2 separate regions of the Oryzias latipes genome follow, and region 1 is linked to region 2. A link is a contact called in public Hi-C data. All regions are on one chromosome and are shown on one strand. Each heading gives the region's core, a stretch centred on a gene start, on an enhancer-like site or on the middle of the called end of the contact. The rest is flanking DNA. Distances are from core to core; before and after follow the strand shown. Region 1 overlaps LOC101161760 (partitioning defective 3 homolog). Region 2 overlaps LOC101161760 (partitioning defective 3 homolog).

Region 1 (3,351 bases), core at 424-2,923, 110 kb before region 2:
CTCATGCTACAGATAGAGAGCTTAGATAACAAATAAGTTGAAGAGTGGACTTTGAATGAGAAAATCGTTCCTCCTTCCTCTCCTCTCTTTTTCTCCATCCATCTATCCATCCATCCAGCCATCTGAACGCTAAACCAATTAACAGTAATTACCGGGTCACCCTAGACGCAGCTTCTTTCTGCTGGCTATGCTGTTTGGTCCTCATCACCCCGTAGATGGAGTCTCTAAGACAGACATGGGTCATTACCTCTTATTAGCAAAGGGAGGTTATCGTCCCTTGTTGGTCGCTGTTGAGGTGTGGTGAAGTTTGATGGTCTGGTCATACAGCTGATGTTGTGTATCAAAATGAATCTCATTTGATAGAAGGTGGCTATTTAAGACTATATTTTAAACTTGGTTTAGGATAGTTACTATAGAAGTGCAACTAGATTTAAGGTGAAAACATTACTAGCGCATAGTGAGCTCCAAGTCATTGTAACCAGCCACTTTTAATGACGAAACTATCTGTGTCAGATGATTAAATCTGATTTTAGAGAGGGGTAATTTGTGACGCTGATAATGGGTAAACTGTCACACACTAGACTGATGAAATACCAACAAATTCAGCACTTTCCAGATCTGGAAACAGAAATGAAAAATTTAAGGGAGAGCATTCCAACTCTGGCTGTCAAGCTGTGACGACAAAAATACTGTATGTAAGTCATTATTATTTTGAGCTCATCTATGGGTCGAAATGATCTGACAAGCTGAGAGTGTTAGCCAGCAGCCAGAGCTTTTGTAGCAGTGAGTTAAAACATTACCTGTTGAGGTTTAAAATCATGCTTTTTTCATATTTACTCATGTTGGGTTCCTGCTGATCAGAAATAGCAGAATGCTAGAAGCTGGGTATTGATTTATTACTTTGATTTAATGAAATATTTCTTTTTATATTTTTCCCTATTGGATCATAGATATTTTCTAGTAGAAAATTTTCTGAGTAAATTGAGTAACCACTAGTCCTAGCTTATTTTTAATTATGAAAGATACTTGATTGCACTTGCAACCACACAAACGCACACATGCACACACATACACACACACACACACACACACACACACGGAAAACCAGCTTGATTACTGACAGTGGTTTACAGGTTTTTGAGGTGAGCAGAACAGCAGGTCACAACCCCATCACTTCCTTTGCTGACCGCCCCCTCCCCCGGCAGCCCACGCCCTCCTGTGTTTCAGGGAGCGTGATCTCATCATGGGAGAAATCTGCCGCTGCAGAGGGGTGGTCACCTGCTTCCTGAATAATTAAGGGCCTTTTTATTGTCTCCACATTAGTAAATGATGACACCCCCACCCACCCCCGACAATTATGTCTGCTTTAATAATGAATGAGGGTGGGGTTGGTGCCCAGTTTGGCAGAGGGGGCTGGCATGGAAACAAGATGCCTGTTAGATGGAAGCAGGGAGGAAGGCCGTGCTCATCCTAACCCGTGTGATCTTGTGTTTGTGCGAGTGTAGTGTAGCTGCTCACTGTAATGGAATACAAAGCATCCGTCAACTGTCCAGTCAGACCCCCCCACCCCCCAGCGTGGACCCTCGCTGGCCGCACGGGCTTAAGGCGGAGCTGCAGTGCGCCGCTCTCGGCTGCAGGTGGCTCGGAGGTCTCATGGCTGCAGGGCTGGAGGCTAGCACTGACCCGTGAAAACCTCCAGCTCCACACCGCTCCCTCCAGTCTCCAGCTAATTCGATAAAGGCCATTCAGAGCGCAGCCAACATCTGTGTGCGTTCACGCATCAGCTCTCAGAGCCACCGGGGCCTCCATTCACGCTCGGTTACAGCTTCACTGAAGGTCTGGGCTTGAACGCGCCGCCATTTACTGAGCTGTGGAGCAGTAAAGACACTCCTGAAGCTACATGTGAATGCACGCTCAAGAACGCACTAAACGTGGTCCTAGAAGGGAGGGGACTCTTCTTCTTGTTCTTTCTCTACTGTTCACGAGCACATGTCCACCACCTACAGTTGGAGGAAGCTTGGCGCAAAATGTATTAGCAATAAAAGTCATGCAAATCTTGTTCCAGGTTTTTTCTTTCCCATCTCTATTCTGATATAAGATTGACTTGGTGTCATAATTTTTGTTGGTAATGAACCTCAGTTAGTAATTTTTCCTCCATGATCAGTTTTCCAGAAGTTGGCACTTCCATGAATTATCCTAACGTTACTACCGTCCCTGATTGGTCAAAGTTCAACTTGGTTTGACTTTCAGCACGTTTTCTATCGCCACGCGTTTTGTATGTAGAGCCTTAAAATTGGCCTAAAAACCTGCGTAGCAACCCTCAAGATTGAAAGTATCAATTTATATGAATAAAGGAGAAAATGGACTGAGTATATCAAACCAGGAAGATCTGATTTTACCTGAGATAATATTTTTGGAGGAAAGAGAAATATTACATTTATATTATTCATTCATTTTCATTCATTGTCATTCATTCATTCATGAACATTTATATCAATGGCGCTCTTTTTTTTAAACCTTGTTCTGTTCTAACGTAATAGCTGATAACTTGTATAAAAATATGCGTAGCTACACGTGAACGCGAGAGTTTTAAAGGTGGAATCCAGAAACGGCCATTTACATACGTTCACACGAGTTTGTCTTGGGAAGAGGCAGCCTGAGCTTGTGTTGCAGTGGGTGGAGTGAACGAAGCTTTACAGAGATAGCTTAGTTCTGCAGCATTTTAACAAACTTTATTAAGGAGGAAAAATGTATTTAGAAGAGGTTTTTCCTCCACGTCTGCACATGGGGGGTGCAGAAACAGGAGACGATGAGCATCCGTGGGTTGGTAGAAGGTGAAAAGGTGCAGGAGCAGCTATTGGGTTTCCTCCCTCCCCCCTCTGTGCCTTTTGCTCTTTGCCGGTTTTATCAGTCCTCATCACCTCCAAATTAAATTTGCTCTGCAATGGGGGTGAGTCGTGGGTGGAGCAGAGCGGCTGGGGCCCCCCGAAGAGCTGAGCTGGCCAGCTCCAAGATGCAATCGGCAGGGTTGGATCAGACCCGGAACAAGCCTGTGTTTGTGCACCTTCACAGAGATAAACATTGTGCGGCATCAGCGGGGGGCTTCAGGCCAGACCGGGAGCACTCTTCCTGTCTGCTCTTTGTCTGTTAAGGCGGAATTGGTTTAGTTCTCCCATGCACGCTGACACGTGTAGAACAACGAGCCGCTGTGCCTTTTTTTTTCTTTTTTTCTGGCTTCAAACAGCAGATGGATGGACAGCAGGTGGAAACCCAAACCATCCTCCCAGAAAACCTGGAGGGACTGGAAGTCACAACTGTCAGGTCTCAGAGACAAAGACTTTGTAAGGATTG
Region 2 (3,726 bases), core at 876-3,375:
ACAGGATATTTTGTCTACTCCTGTTCACAGCAATTTAAAGAAATACTCATGATCATGAGAAAAACACCATAAGAAATATTAAAAACACGGTTTTCATCAGAGTGGGTCTTTCAAGAGCTCTGCACACAGTCTCCCAGCTTAATGAACGTCCAGTTCCGTGGCTAGTTTCAATTGTAAACAAACTCCGGCTGTAATTGCCTCGCATAAATGGATTCTGATTGGAATTATTATTTGATTAAAGTCAGTGGAGGAGAGCAGGTGGCCTCCTTCAAATCAGCTCCTCTGTGCTGCAGCCACAAGGTGGAGTAGAACTGCAGACTTGTGGGAGGATGCTGATTCTCATTGACGGGGTTAAAATGGGACATAGAGTCTGGGGAGACTCTTTTACAAAGTCCCGGTTCTTAAAGAGACTTCTTTAAAGATGTCCTTTAGAGTTCCATACTTCTCTGAGAACCTTGTCAGTAGAGAACTGAGCTAGTTGTACTTTAAAGTTGCTATAGTGTTCATTCCACATCTTTTGAAATCTTAACAAGATCTCTCTCCCCACCTCTCTTTGTTTCGGCTAGGAACACTTATCAGGGTTTAGACGCGCTGTAATATTCATCTTCCTTGTTTTCAACCCCTCTATTCAGAGATAAACAGTCATGTCAACCCACGCTGTATCTGCAATTACTCTCTGCTCAGCAGCCTTAAGCCGGCCCGCTAATGCAGGATCAGACACAGAGGAGAGCTCCTTTGTGATCTTTAATTTCAACCCGTTGCTTCGCCTTTTCCCCCTGTCGAGGAACCGAAACGAGCGTGGACGCCCACATCAGGTGGCCAATTACAGCAATGTTCTGGAAATGTCCGTGTTTGCCTGCAAATGCTGAAGAGCTCCAGAAATCTAGTCTTTGTGTTCGTGGTAAACAGGGTCAGGACGCCAGTGTCATTCTCTGCACCCGAAGAACTGTAAGAGTACCAACACTCCGGGCCTGGGATGCCGATCCAAGAATGTGTTCTTTTGAATACTTGTTTAGCCTATGTGTTCACACTGGACAAGCAGGGAGGGGCTTCTTCTTCTTTTTCTACTGTTTACTAGTGCATATGTGCCACCTACAGTTGGAAAGAGCCTGTGCAAAGTGTTGTAGCTGAGCAAATCTTGCTCCAGTCCAGAATTGGTGTCATGTAATTATGTATGATTGTCCCACTAATCCCAATTATTAATTTCTCTCCCACGATCAGGTTTTTAACAGTTTGCACTTTCGTAAAAGTTAAAAAGGATGCCATCCAAATGTGACTACCAAATCTGAGTCCCTGATTGGTCAACTTTCAATGCGTGGTCAATAGCCGTGTCTTTTCTTTGTAAAGCCATAGAAATGCGTAATGACTAAAATACGCGAGTTCTGATTGTAGAAGGCCGAAACTTGTTTTACGTGTGTTTACGCAGACTTTTCATTGAAAGAGGGTTGGGGTTGAGGTTGAGCTGACTGGTAGGGGTACCTCCTGGACCCCAGGAGAGGTGGTCTGGGCGTGTCCCACGAGGTCGTGACCCGATGCACACTGGAGAGACTACGTCTCTCGAGTGAAATCTCTCTTGTGGAAGTGGGTGGCTAAAGAAAAGTCTGGTTATCATTTCTTAGACCTTCCCTCCGCGACCTGTGAGTCAGCCATCCATAGAGCACCACCCATATGTCAAATCCGAGTTCCTCAATTGGTCAAAGTTTGACCCGGTTTAACTTTTCCCATGTTTTCAGTGACGACGCATTTTTTACGTAGAGCCCTAAAATTGTCTTAAAAAGTTTTACATAGACTTCAATGAAAGTGGTCGCTTAAACGTGCGTTGCCAAGGGCAATGTGAACGTAGCTTAAGAAGCCTTTCAGTCCGAGTGGAGCGTATTTTTGCGTCACAACTTTTCCCTTTTCGAATAATCTTCCAAACTTTTTGTCAGCGTAAGCTAGAAGGACAAACATCTGTAGAGAAAAAAATCAAGCTGCTACCTCAGGTCTATCACTCTGGAAGTGTTCAGTGTGGTTTTGCTGTGCTGCTGTGTGAGCACACATCTCTTTGCATGCGGTTATCCGTAGGGCCTAGCTAAAGCCCCAAAGGAGCTCACTGATGTTGCTATTTAAAAGGGGGATGGAAGGAGGGAGGGGGGGGCGTTTGAAGGTAGGGGTTGGCTCTTTTGAACGGATTGCTTGAATGGCTTGTGGTGTTTATTACAGCACCGTCGGCTTCATCTTAAGCTCGGGGGAAGGCAACTGTAGCGTTCTCCTGGAAGCCAAAAGATGATCTGCGAGCGCTGGATTATTTCAGACAGTCTGCCGATCAGACCTGCTCACAGAGAGTGAGGCAGAGGGAAGAAGGACAGACGTACAGGCTTAAAGTCAGCTTTTTATTTTTTTTATCCAAGCTCATGCGTTGAAAGTAAACTTTTCCACAATAGGAAAACTTTGCAAGCTGATGTAGTATGCAGGCACTGGTACATCAACAGTTTTCCATTCCAAAAAAATTGAAAATGCCCAAAATATCCCAAATCTCTCTGTCTTACTTTAGGTGTGTCCATTGACTGTATAGAAGAACTGGACTGAGTGAAGCCAAAATTCCATAGACTTATATTGAGAAATAGTCAAAGATCTTCTTGCTAATCATAATTATTTTTTCATATGTTTTATGTTGTGGGAGTTATTCAAGTTATAAACTGGGCAATCAGACGCTTCAATCAAAGTAGGTGGTCTCAAGTCAGTTGTTCAAAAAGTTTGATTAACAGATTTTGTGTAGCCCTTTTACAAGTGGTAGGGGTGTGGCCTTCTGACAAGCTCACTCCTGAATGGTGAGAGTGGTTGCCATAGAAACAATCACTCTGATGGACCAAACTCCACTAACTCACATTGTTTGGTTCCAAATGGCAGCATCCGTACGGCAAAAAAATGGCAACTGATTAACTTCATTTGATTAATGCTGAAAGTAAACCATTTTCTGCGGGTGACGTCACACTCACTCAGGCCAGTTCTCATAGTCAATGGCTGTGTCGAAACTATCTTTCCGTGCAGATTGTGGAAACAAAACCAGTTGTAAATGTCACCATTTCTGCCTGAACGAGTCCTAAAAAAGACACTTGCAACGCTTGTGTAATCATTTTCAGGACTCAGGGTCTGCTTGTGAGACGTCTGGAGCCCGGCGGGAAAACTGAGCTGGAGCGTCTCTTCCAGGAAAATGACTGCATCGTCAAGATAAACCAGGGGGACATCCGCAATCTGCGTTTTGAACAGTAAGTTTGCAAACAGGACATTTCACAGGACCATTCCCCTGCTGGGAGAAGACAGTGGGGAAAAAACTAGATTGGCATATCAAAGTCATTTCATGAATGTATTTATCAATTTTGTCATCAATCAATTTTATATTTATATATATATATATATATATATATATATATATATATATATATATATATATATATATATATATATATATATATATATATATATATATATATATAGAACTGATTGTGTATTGATACACGTTTGTATGTGACTTTTATATCTTTCAACTTAATTTATTATTAAATTTTTTAATTTTAATTGTCCTTAATTTTTTTAAATGAACATTATTTATTCAGTGATGTCCCATAATACCTACCTGATCCAGTTTCATCTATCTATCTATCTATCTATCTATCTATCTATCTATCTATCTATCTATCTATCTATCTATCTATCTATCTATCTATCTATCTATCTATCTATCTA

The links. Hi-C and Micro-C count contacts between places; a contact is called where the count stands out from the background.
Region 1: a contact with region 2 is called in a Hi-C map of embryo, with 1.5 times the contacts expected there. The contact joins two enhancer-like sites. A contact is called at or near these places in 2 of 5 Hi-C or Micro-C datasets (both in embryo).

The regions. Positions count from the first base shown.
Region 1 is chr20:9,004,668-9,008,018 of ASM223467v1, reverse strand. The region is part of intron 2 of LOC101161760 (partitioning defective 3 homolog); the gene reads left to right. Among protein-coding and RNA genes, the nearest start is that of trnaw-cca, 34 kb to the left of the region's middle. Within about 2 kb of position 1,673, at least 1 of the 8 cell types and tissues checked has an H3K27ac peak or open chromatin away from gene starts, as enhancers often do. A contact at or near this core is called in embryo, where this site is marked.
Region 2 is chr20:8,894,615-8,898,340 of ASM223467v1, reverse strand. It overlaps LOC101161760 (partitioning defective 3 homolog), which reads left to right. Exons shown (of 23, transcript XM_023950354.1): 7 at 3,123-3,248. Among protein-coding and RNA genes, the nearest start is that of trnal-uaa, 53 kb to the right of the region's middle. Within about 2 kb of position 2,125, at least 1 of the 8 cell types and tissues checked has an H3K27ac peak or open chromatin away from gene starts, as enhancers often do. A contact at or near this core is called in embryo, where this site is marked.